Linked DNA regions of Rattus norvegicus: region 2 is linked to region 1. The links are chromatin contacts, called in public HiChIP or PLAC-seq maps. All regions are on one chromosome and are shown on one strand. Each heading gives the region's core, a stretch centred on a gene start, on an enhancer-like site or on the middle of the called end of the contact. The rest is flanking DNA. Distances are from core to core; before and after follow the strand shown.

Region 1 (5,444 bases), core at 2,555-5,054:
TTGGTAGGCTGCACTTATGTAGTTATACATTTATATATAGAAAAGTGGTCTGAGTATAACACAAATAAAAAGGAAAACGAGCCATGAGTTTGAGAAAGTGGAGAGATGTGGAAGGAGCTGAAGGGGAAAAACAAAATCCAACAACAAAAAAGGATAGTCTGTACATGGGTCAAAATATAAGAAAACTGTTTGTTTACATTTCAGACTTTTGGCTTCCTACGAAATTGTCTCAAGGTCAAAGTTCGTTTACATATTGGTTTGTGTTACTCTTTTGAATAACTTTGTAAGCAATAATTTTAAAGTCATTTAGTACATTCCATACTTTATGAAACATGTTTAGTTGTGTCTAAACTTTATATGTTATACAAAAAAAGCACTCTATAAAAACCTATGTTATGTCTTTCAAAATATGAACACTTGTGTAAAATTCATTTTTGTCCAAACTATTTCTATAGCAAAACACTGATTCCTTCTACACTATACAAAGATCTAAATCAGTGCCTTCCCAAGCTTAACCATATTTGAATTATGCCCAAAACAAAGACAGAATTCATAAGTGACTCAAATTAGTTAATATTCTATAAAAGGAACAGCATAAATACAACCTATTAAATTTAAACTATCATGTACTTTTAAGATTTCATGTCTTATGATCATTCTTCAGCAATTTCATTCCATAGTATGCATTCTTGTCTCTCAGTGTGTACACATGTGTATTTATATAGCTCAAACAGAAATCTCTGTAAATCCTATATACGGATTTAATAAGTATTTACTGCAGGGCCTTTTAAATACCAAATATCAGATTACATACCATAATACTAAAAAGAAACAGGTGTATTAGTTAAAACAGACACACCCACCAAAACAGTGATACAATTTTAAGATAAATGAACCAAACTACAGCTAAACTGTCAAGGACTTGCAAACAGCTACATTAATTATGGACTATAGGGGCAGTTATGTGCTAAGGTCCAGTTCCCCAATTGGTTCTTAATCTGTCAATAAAGAAAGCCATGGGCCAATTGCTGGGTACAATTGGCAGGACTTCCGGGTCCCTGGAGCCAAGAAAGGAGACACAAGGAAGGAAAGACAGAGTTCCACATGCTTTGGAGAGATAACAGGGCAGCCATTTGAGGAACAGTGGACTGTGGCTGCTCCTATAGGCAGATGGTCAGAGATGTTTAGCAGGGACTAGATTCAACTGACCAACTAAAGTCAGGGCAGGTAGGAGTTGTGAAACTAAGAGTAATGATAAGAGCACACTGTCGAGGTTGGAGATTGTAGCGCCCAGCAATTGTGCAAAGTAGGCAAGCTAAAAATGAACAACTGTGTGTGTGTGTATGTCTTTTATCCCTAGATTCAAGGGAAGCTGGAAGTGGGCTGGTAGTATGGCCCATTCCTGGAGCACAAGTTGGGTAGCAAAAAGCTACATGGAACAATGGACTAAAAATGGGAATCAAACATAAAGGATTCATCAACTTCGCTGTGTATGAACTGTTTTTTCTTTTTCTTTCCATATTGAGAAACTTCAAGAGTAAAGTGTTTTAGTGAATATAAAACAGCAGTAGTTCACGTATCGCTTTCTATGCCTTATTTCCCAAATTCCTACTTAAAATTTCACATGACTTACCACATGGTCATATTCAGGGTCCATATACTTTTCTTCAATATTCTATTTGCATTAGAATAGAATATAGTCATTAGAAAAGACTGACCCCTAAGAAGTGCAGGCTGACAGGAACCAGATATAGATCTCTCCTGAGAGACACAGCTAGAACATGTCAAATACAGAGGCGAATGCCAGCAGCAAACCACTGGACTGAGAACGGGAGCCCCGTTGAAGGAATCAGAGAAAGGACTAAAAGAGCTGAAGGGGCTTGAGACTCCATATGAACAACAATGCCAACCAACCAGAGCTTCCAGGGACTAAGCCACTACCCAAAGACTATACATGGACTGACCCTGGGCTCCAACTGCATATGTAGCAATGAATAGCCTAGTAAGAGCACCAGTGGAAGAGGAAGCCATTGGTCCTGCCAAGGCTGGATTGTTGGAGGTCGGTAACGGGGGGGGGGGGGGGAGGATGGGGAGGGGAACACCTATCTCGAAGGGGAGGGGTTTGAGTTAGGGGGCTGATGGACTGGAAACCAGGAAAGAGAATAACATTTGAAATGTAAATAAGAAATACCCATTTAATAAAAATGGGAGAAAAAAAAGACTGACTCAAAAATATGATTTACCAAGCATCTGTTTGTTCTTCCATAAATTAGGTGTAAATTTTAATCCTTAAATAGTAATTATCTGTATAAATATTTATAATATAAAATATCTGTATAAATAACACTTTGAGTGCATGTCTTATAGAAAGTGAAAAAACACAGCAACCATCCTAAAGACAAATATAAGAGTAAGTGTAAGGGGTATAATGCTAATATTACCTTAAAATAAAAACTACAAGTGAATAAAAATAAAGACATGTAAATTCTGAGTATAAGAAAAACAAACAAGTCATTGAGCACTCCACAAAAATAGCACATAAATGCTACTATAGGAATGGTTACTACTTTACATTCTCATCAGTAGTAGCAGGTATTTTAGTGAAAGCCAAGTCAAACTCGTTTCAATGGTCTCAAAAGGCATCATTAAGTATTGCTACAGTCTACAATAGTGCACAAGAAACCACATTCAACAACAATTCAGACTTCTACAACAAAGTGTGTGTGTGTGTGTGTGTATGTTCAGAGTACACAAAGGTCAGTGACACTACCCTATGTCAAACTGCAGAAGAACATTATATATATATATATGAAATGAGTGTATTCTCAGTTTCAAAAATGAAAGAAAAATATGTAACAGAGTGATAACTTTAAAATAACTCCCTGGACCACTACACTGTTCTGACATTTGAAAGAATGCTTTTTAAATGTGCACCTACAGACAGATACTAAAGATTCTTAAGGAACAACAGAGACTGGGTATTGTATAGCATGCCTGTAGTCCAAGAACTCTGGAACTTGAGGCTGAAAGATAGCCGGCTTGTGCTACCTAAACTATACCAGGTGACCCTGTCAATTGAATGTTCTCTTAGGACCTATATTAACAAACAAATTTTCTAATAATGGAAAGATAAAAATCAGTTAATGAACTCTTCAACAAGTTTTCCCATGACCATACTAGATAAAGAAGACAAATAAGATAATTTATTAGTATTAGCAGTGTATGGGTACTTTTGACCTTCAGCAATACTAGGCTACAAGTAGCAGTGCTTTTCAGTTTTTTGTTTAGAAATAGTGCTAGATGACTGCTGAATTATGTAATTGTAATAACTTGGCAGACAACCTTGAACACTAACCTTGCCACAAATACTATGGGGTTCACTAGCTTCTTCAACTCATTCTTAATTTTGGCAAGTAATAATTAAGGCACAACGTGGTAGCACTCCGTTAAATTATATATGTGGAGCTCACACTCACACTGCAAGCATGGCTGTTAGCTTCCAAAAAGCTGAATAAAAAAGCTACTGCCAGCTACCGAGACAATTACTTGAGACTAGTACCTACTTAGTAATTCTTTAGGCATTAGTCAAGTCAGTTTACCACCACATATAACTAATTCTTAAGATTTATGAAGAGAAAACCACTTTGCACAGTATAATGCGATTTAAGAAACAGCTAGTTAGATGTAAATGAGAACAGACACAATAATGTTTATAACCCTGAGCTCTCCCAGCCCACGAACAAGGTGCAATGTTCATCTCTATTTCCTCCATGTGCATGTAAGAAGCAAGAATAGAAAATAGCCATCCTTCCGTATTCCATTTTAGTTCCATTCAGCCAACTATCTTAACATTTTTAGATACCCTGAAAGTATTAGAGCATGTCCCAGAACAACAGAGTAGTGCCATGGAAATACAAAGGGAAACCCATGTTTTGTCGTTCTTTTACCTAAAAATCCCAGCAATTCATCAACTGTGAAATCAACACAGAATCCAGAATTAAAAGAACAGAATTCTAAACCCATTTTCTTGCTAAATTTCAAAGTATACATAGCTTGGCAAAGAGTCATCTTCAAATGTGCCCTTCTTTTCTATCTATAGCAACTAGAGAGACAGGACAATACAAAGGAAGCCACTGAGTATTCATGAACCTGCCTCCTCCTGTCATTTGCCTCAACAATATGGACATGAAATAAGGCCAGTGATAAAAGTATCAGCCATTCCCTATTTCTATAAAAATGACAATTCTGGATAAGTATTTTTTGACAATTTGCTCATAAGTAATATTCTTAACTTCAGTCTTACTGTTAATCTACTAAATTTTACTTTGCAGAATGAACACAAAGATTTTCCTAAATTGTCAGGAAAAACTAATTCTGTTTTGGTCATTTCTAGAGGTCCAGACAAAGGGTAAGGGACTTTGGTGCTCCAGCCATTCTATCAGTTCCCTAGACTTTACCAGCAAATGAATAGTATTCTCTTTCGTCAGCATAATTTTAGCAGACCAGTTAATAGACCATATGTTAGATCAGTTTCTTTTTAAATAAATAATATGTAGGATGTAAAAAAAAAAGACTGTCAAAAACTTTGTTTCTTAGACATTTAATAGGAGAATAAACAATATATACTAAACACAAATGACAACAGTGCCAGGAACAGATCCAGGACAGGTGTTACAAAGAAGCCAACTTGGGTGGTGTCTGGGAATTCTAAGTGCTGGGAAAAAGACTGAACTAAAATTAAGACCCAGAGCCATTGGTACTATAATATGCATCTTGACACAGTATTTGCAGCAAATAAGTTTGGTAAAATTGACTTTTCAATTTCTTTTTAAATTTCAGACTTAATTTGAATGTTGTCTTATTTGTTGCATGGAGATGAGTTTTGTTTCCTCGATTCAAATATAACCTACATTATCACAAGTAAAATAATTAAAAGAATGCTATTATCTTTCAATATTTATCTAATGTATAAACCATAATAAGCCTTTTCAGAAATGTAAACCAGAGTAAATGAGTTATCCTTTTGTGAAATGTACTCCAACTAAAATTTCAATTTAATAAGCCCATGTAAGACTTTATGTACAGTTAAAAATTCATTAACCTACTTCATACATCTTAGGTATTCAATGTTCTATATGTTTATGGCAATAATATTTGGGAAGAATATACTCTTTGAACATAAATTGATAAATTTACAGCATAAATTACTGGTTAACTTTGCTACTCATTTACTAATTTTAAAACCTTATGCACCATAAGGTAACTGAAAGGGGAAAAAAAAAATCAGAGCCATAAATTAACACTATTTAGTTCAACTCTAAGAGATTAAGAACTTTCTCCAAAATCAGAATTCAAAGATTATTCTGGAAGCCTAAAGCTTAATGCATTTTCACTGTACGCAGGGATGTTTAGAAATAAGTTCCCATAATGACTCTAATAAATTT
Region 2 (5,448 bases), core at 672-3,171, 150 kb before region 1:
CGTCATCGACATACTGGAGTCATGTCCCTGAGGATTCCCAGAGCAGTAAAAATTTAGAAGCTAAATGTTTAACTTTCCAGAATGTTTAACTTTCCTGCACTAGACAAAGCAAGACTCGCAGAAGCAAACTTCCTTGTTCACTAAACACTCAGCCCAGAAATTGAGAGATCACACATGCAACTGTGAACTTTGCACCGTTGGACGTATAAACTTCACGAGCCAAAAATAGGCTCTTCTCGGGGGGTGGGGTTGCACCACACCAAAATCAAAACAAAAAATAGGCTCTTCTCCTGATCCAAGAGCCTCCATTTCTAACGACAAACGTATGGTGGTTAAAGCCATTTGAATGTTAGGGTTCATGCCTTCTTTGTCCCTTTGCCTATGGCTGAGCTGGTTTACGTCTGTTTGAACCAGGGAGAAGAAACACATTGCCTGCCTCTTTAGGGTTTTCAGAGACATCCAAAGAAAGGTACTAAATAACCAGTCCTGTTAGGTTTCAGAATCCTCCAGGGGGCACCAGAACATTCCAGTGTAGTTGACCATATTTCATTAAATCCAGAAAGGCTATTGTAATCGGTTCCCTATGGTAACTTCGTCAGTTCTGTTGACATTTCTTCTCCTGTGTTCGCTTTAAACAGCATTTTTGTGTCTATGGAATATTTCTGCCTCTCTGAAGAGGAGGAGGAGGAGGAAGGAAAAGTTCATCCCTTGGATGAGCCCTAAGAAACTGGAGCCATTTCTCCACTGGGCAGATGCAAAGGCTCTCAGCCCACTCTGAGGGAAGGATTTTCCAAATGTTCCAAATCTTGCTGGGGAGAAAAAGTTGAGGAAACTGAGAATTCCATTCCCATCCTCAGCCTAATACTGAGCATAAGCTACCCTGTTATTATCATTATTAATAATAAACACGGTAAAGTCAGACAGGCATTCACAGGAGAGGTTTTTTTTTTTATGAATTTTGTGCAAAAGTAAAGGGTTGCCTGGCTACTGCATAATATTACTCAATTCTGGTCCAGGAGTACAGAATTCCAGCAGGCTTCCCGAGCCTGTCCCTCCAATTAGTGGCTACTTCATTACGAATAAAGAACCCTCATTACTGTGGGCCTTCAAGTGAAATAGGATCCCGTACCTCTTGAAATCCGGCTTTCTAAGTACAGACAGTTCCCAACTTAGAAACAATCCACTTAAGAACCACCAAGGCATTCAGAGGCTGCTGGAGCCTCCTGCAGCTGCTGCCCCGGGCCCCCTGCCCAGCCCCCCTGCCCGGCCCCGCCTGCTCTCCTGGTCTGCTCAAGGCAGATCCGCCCACCCCCCTGCAGAGCCAGCTGCCCACCTGCCCTTCGGACTGAATCTCTAGCAGGGGGATTCAGGGAGGCCTCCGAGCTACCGCTGGTTTTATAGTTGAGCTCAGCTTTGGGGTAAATAAGCTTTTGTGGCCTGGCCTGGGAAAGGAACCATCATAAAAAGAGAGAAAGAGGAGGAGGAGGAGGAAAAATTGCATCCATGGGAAAATGTATTTTGCATTCCCAACAACCAGCTGACAGATGACTGTGAGAAGGACTTGTCTGTCTTCTGGCTTCTCACAGCGGGAGAAGGAGAAGGGCCCTACTGTCCCGGGTTCTGGGTCCAGCTCTAGCACTACACTCGCTGTTGGGCCTCAACAAACCCTTTAGTCCCTGTGGATCGATCTCCCATCATGTGTTAAATAGGGTTGGTGTGAATAAGTCACAAGCCTCTGTCTGGTATAATGACTTCAGTTGATCAGGCTGTGCTCTCATCTCTTGCTTCCTTTCATTCCTTCCTTCGTCCACCCATTCAGAGACATTTTGCTCAAAGCCCTTCCATTGTGCGGGGTTCCGGGCAGTGTGGAGGATACAGTCGAACACGGCTGATGGCAGCCCTCAATGGGTTCAGTGTTCAGTGGGAGAGACACACGTCTACGCCAACGCTTAAGAACCAAGTGCTGTGACTGAAAGGAGCACCAGCTACTGTGGCCCATTCACTCTGGTTTTTATCTTAATCATCTGCCCCCAGAGTTATGAACACGGATTCACTGAGAAGCCCGGCTTCTGCATCTGTCCTAATGGCTGCTTTGCTTAGGCCTCCGGCCTTCCTGGCTGTATCACTGAGAAAGCACATACAGGAGAACTTCCCACCAAATTACTAGTACTCCGTCTCCTTCCATGCCCTGGGAAAGCATAGCACACCATGCATCTTCCTCTCCCAAGGCCCTTTCTCTGCCTAAGGAACTCAGGATTGTCTTTGGATTGACAGAAACTCTGGTGTTCATTGTTCTTAAAAAAAAATACTGATCTGGGTGTGGTGTTTCATATCTGTAATCCCAACACTTTAGCAGTCATGCAAGAGGGTTAGAGTGAGGTAGAAACTAGCTTGGGGCTACAATTTCAGGCCAGCCAGAGTGAGACCCTGTCTCAGACAATGACAACAAATTTCTGTGTCCCCAAATGTTTCTAGATACATACACATATCCTGTTGCCCATATGAATCTCTCTTTATTCTATTCCCACACCTACCCCTCACTTGCCACTAAAATTAGTACACCTATGGGGGATTGTCACAGGTCTGTGTGTCATTTGGAAGTGACATAGCACAGTGGAGCAGCTCTGTGCTCTGCCTTGATGCCAAACAATCGACATTATGTCATTATGAAAGTTCCTGAGCAAGGAAGTGGCTGCAGGGGAGGGGTTTGGAGGACGGTTGCTTTGGTAGCCCCAGGTATGGTGTTTTAAGACTGCAGAAGAGTGATGGTGTGTAGGAGACACGTTACTGGCAGAGATAATAAAATGTAGAGCTCAGTGACGTGTCATTGTAACAGAATGGTCTCGCTTACGTGCCCATCAGTACAAGCAGTTTGATGCTTAGAACTGGAAATACCTCAGTGAGTTGGGGAACGAGTAGGTGGGTAGATGGATGGATGGATGGATGGATAAAGGGATGGGTGGGTAGAGAGACGGGGGATGGATAGATTTAGTCAGACAGTTTGCTTTAATGTTCTATTTCAGTCTGTTCTGTGCTTTAATTAAATGTATGGTGTGTGTGGGTTTGTGTGCAAGAGTGCAGTCTCCTCAGAGGCCAGAAGAGAATGTTGGAGCCCCTGGTGCCAGAGTTACTGGTAACTTCGAGCCACCTGGTATTGGTGCTTGGCGAACTCAGATCCTCTCTGAGAGGAAGAAGTGCACTTAGCTGCTGAGCCCATCTGCTCAAGTCTTCAATTCTTTTAAGAAACTGAAACAGAATTTTTAAAATATCCCTTTTCTTGCTCTTCTTTTTGTATCTTAAAAAAAAAATATCGAGTCCAAAATCATGTTAAAAGTAAGCAGGCTTCTTTTCATCTCCCGTCTATGTGCCTGAACTCCTAGGCACACAAGGTTTCAATCAACAATAGGTCATTAGATATTATTCCAAGTGTAAATTATTCTTGCAGCACTAAATGTATTCTAGGGGGATTATTTATAAGTGGCCTGGGAAGTGAGAAAGCTGTCTTGTGACTTTAAACTGTAATCTATTTCCCTGAGGAGTGTGGGTAAAGCAAGCCCGGTTTCCACCACCTGTTTCTGTTGTAGTTCTTGACAAAATGACTAGTCGCGTGAATTCAGCTGTTATTTTGAAATCGATAGTAGAGCCCTTTCTCTGTTGAGGACACTGTCTTACTGATATAGGGTTCAGCTGGAGCAGACGGCCGTATGTTTGCCTTCTCCCTAGTCTTCCTGGAGCCTGAAAATATATACATCTGTAACCTAAAGCCCACGATTGCTCTACCGAAATAGGATGGGGCATGCATTTCTCTAGGAACGTAAACATTCAAAGTGCACCTGAGCGCCTTCCAATTTAGGTCCCACTTATACCAACAGAATGTATGGCGATTCTGACCTTGGTTGTAGAGGTTAAAAGCCTATGGGTTTCTGAATGCAGGGAATGCTAGAAAATTAACTAGCTCTTCTTATTTTACTAGTAAGAAGAATATCTTAATAAATACTCGTGAAGAGTTTGTTAGTGATACTATAGCCGATAGTGACAAACAGGTTTGTACATCTCACGGTTATTACCATCTGAGGATGGTTTCTCAGTGCATCTTTGTGCTGTTTGCTCTCATGTAGCTAATGTTCTCATCAGTATGACATTTCCACGGGAGCAAGGACCCATGCCTTATGCATAGCTTTTAGATGTTTTTGACCTTCGTAACTACCTGTACTGGCAGGCGTGGCTGCCTTTTAAGGTGGTAAGTACAAGCCCTTGAGATTAAACCTACATAACAGCACCAAATAAGCCTTTGTAAGGAAGCTTCTCAAATAGCTTTATCTCTTGTCTCGTGTCGATAGTGAAGATTCAGAAAAGCTAATTCGACAAAGGCTGCGAAGCTAGGGAACCTCATCTGGGCATAGAACCCAGCCCTTTTAGCCCTCAAGTTGCCCTTTCTAGCCCAGCACATTGCCACAGGGGTTAATACCTCTTCGTTGGATATTTAAATTATATCAATGTAATTCCACAGAAGCCTTCTCCTCTGCAGAGCAGATTACTTCTTACAGTTTCAAGGCAGTAGTGACAGAGTGTAGCATAAAAGATTCCTCTGGAACGGTGTGTGTGTGTGTGTGTGTGTGTGTGTGTGTGTGTGTGTGGTGTGTGTGTGTGTGTGTGTGTGTGTGTGTGTGTGCGTGCGCACTGCGTGGATATTTAAAAATTCATAGAACTATAAACATCATAGTTGGTTCTTACTTAGAAGTTTTACCTCAGTAAGATCAGTTTAAAAATAACTGAAGGTTTCAAAGAAACAGTGGAACAAATTGAGTTTTAAGAGCAGGATTATTTGGAAGCTTTCAGAAAAAGACCCTGTGTCTGGTGGTGTCTTTGGTGTTTCCTTAAGCACCACTTTTATTTCTCTGCCATTTTGTGTGTATAACTTTGAGACCTAAATATTAGAAGACCTTGTCTCTGTACAGTGTAGAAAAGACACCTCAGCTTTCCAAGGAATCTGCGTAGCATTGGGAAGCTAGTTTGTGGAGGCAGAATAACACAGTCAGCAGCAGACGTTCACTAGGGAGACATCTAAGACTTCTTGGTCGGAAGATTGTGATCAAAAAATACACCAAAGAACCTTCTTTTTTATATAATTTTTAAAGAATTATTTATTTATCTTATGCATATGAGTGCACTGTAGCTGTCCTTAGACACACCAGAAGAGGGCATCAGATCTCATTACAGATGGTTATGAGCCACCATGTAGTTGCTGGGAATTGAACTCAGGACCTCTGGAAGAGCAGTCAGTGCTCTCAACCGCTGAGCCATCTCTCCAGCTGCCAACTGGAGAACTTTCTAATACTTCATTGTTTTCAGTTCCATCCCCGTCACATTCTCTCCAATAGTTGTACAACATTTCTAACTTTCAGTGGCATTAAAATGAGCGAGGCAAGATCTTGAACACATCAGTGA

Evidence for each region. HiChIP or PLAC-seq counts read pairs in DNA pulled down with a chosen protein or histone mark.
Region 2: an H3K27ac HiChIP or PLAC-seq map of oligodendrocytes shows a contact between it and region 1, with 3 times the contacts expected there. The contact joins two enhancer-like sites. A contact is called at or near these places in 1 of 12 Hi-C or Micro-C datasets (the A7r5 cell line) and 1 of 1 datasets of contacts at active chromatin or transcription factors (oligodendrocytes).

The regions. Positions count from the first base shown.
Region 1 is chr4:37,533,846-37,539,289 of GRCr8, reverse strand. The region is part of intron 4 of Glcci1 (glucocorticoid induced 1); the gene reads right to left. Among named protein-coding and RNA genes, the nearest start is that of Ica1, 230 kb to the left of the region's middle. Within about 2 kb of position 3,804, at least 2 of the 93 cell types and tissues checked have an H3K27ac peak or open chromatin away from gene starts, as enhancers often do.
Region 2 is chr4:37,683,329-37,688,776 of GRCr8, reverse strand. The region is part of intron 7 of Ica1 (islet cell autoantigen 1); the gene reads left to right. Among named protein-coding and RNA genes, the nearest start is that of Ica1, 85 kb to the left of the region's middle. Within about 2 kb of position 1,921, at least 25 of the 93 cell types and tissues checked have an H3K27ac peak or open chromatin away from gene starts, as enhancers often do.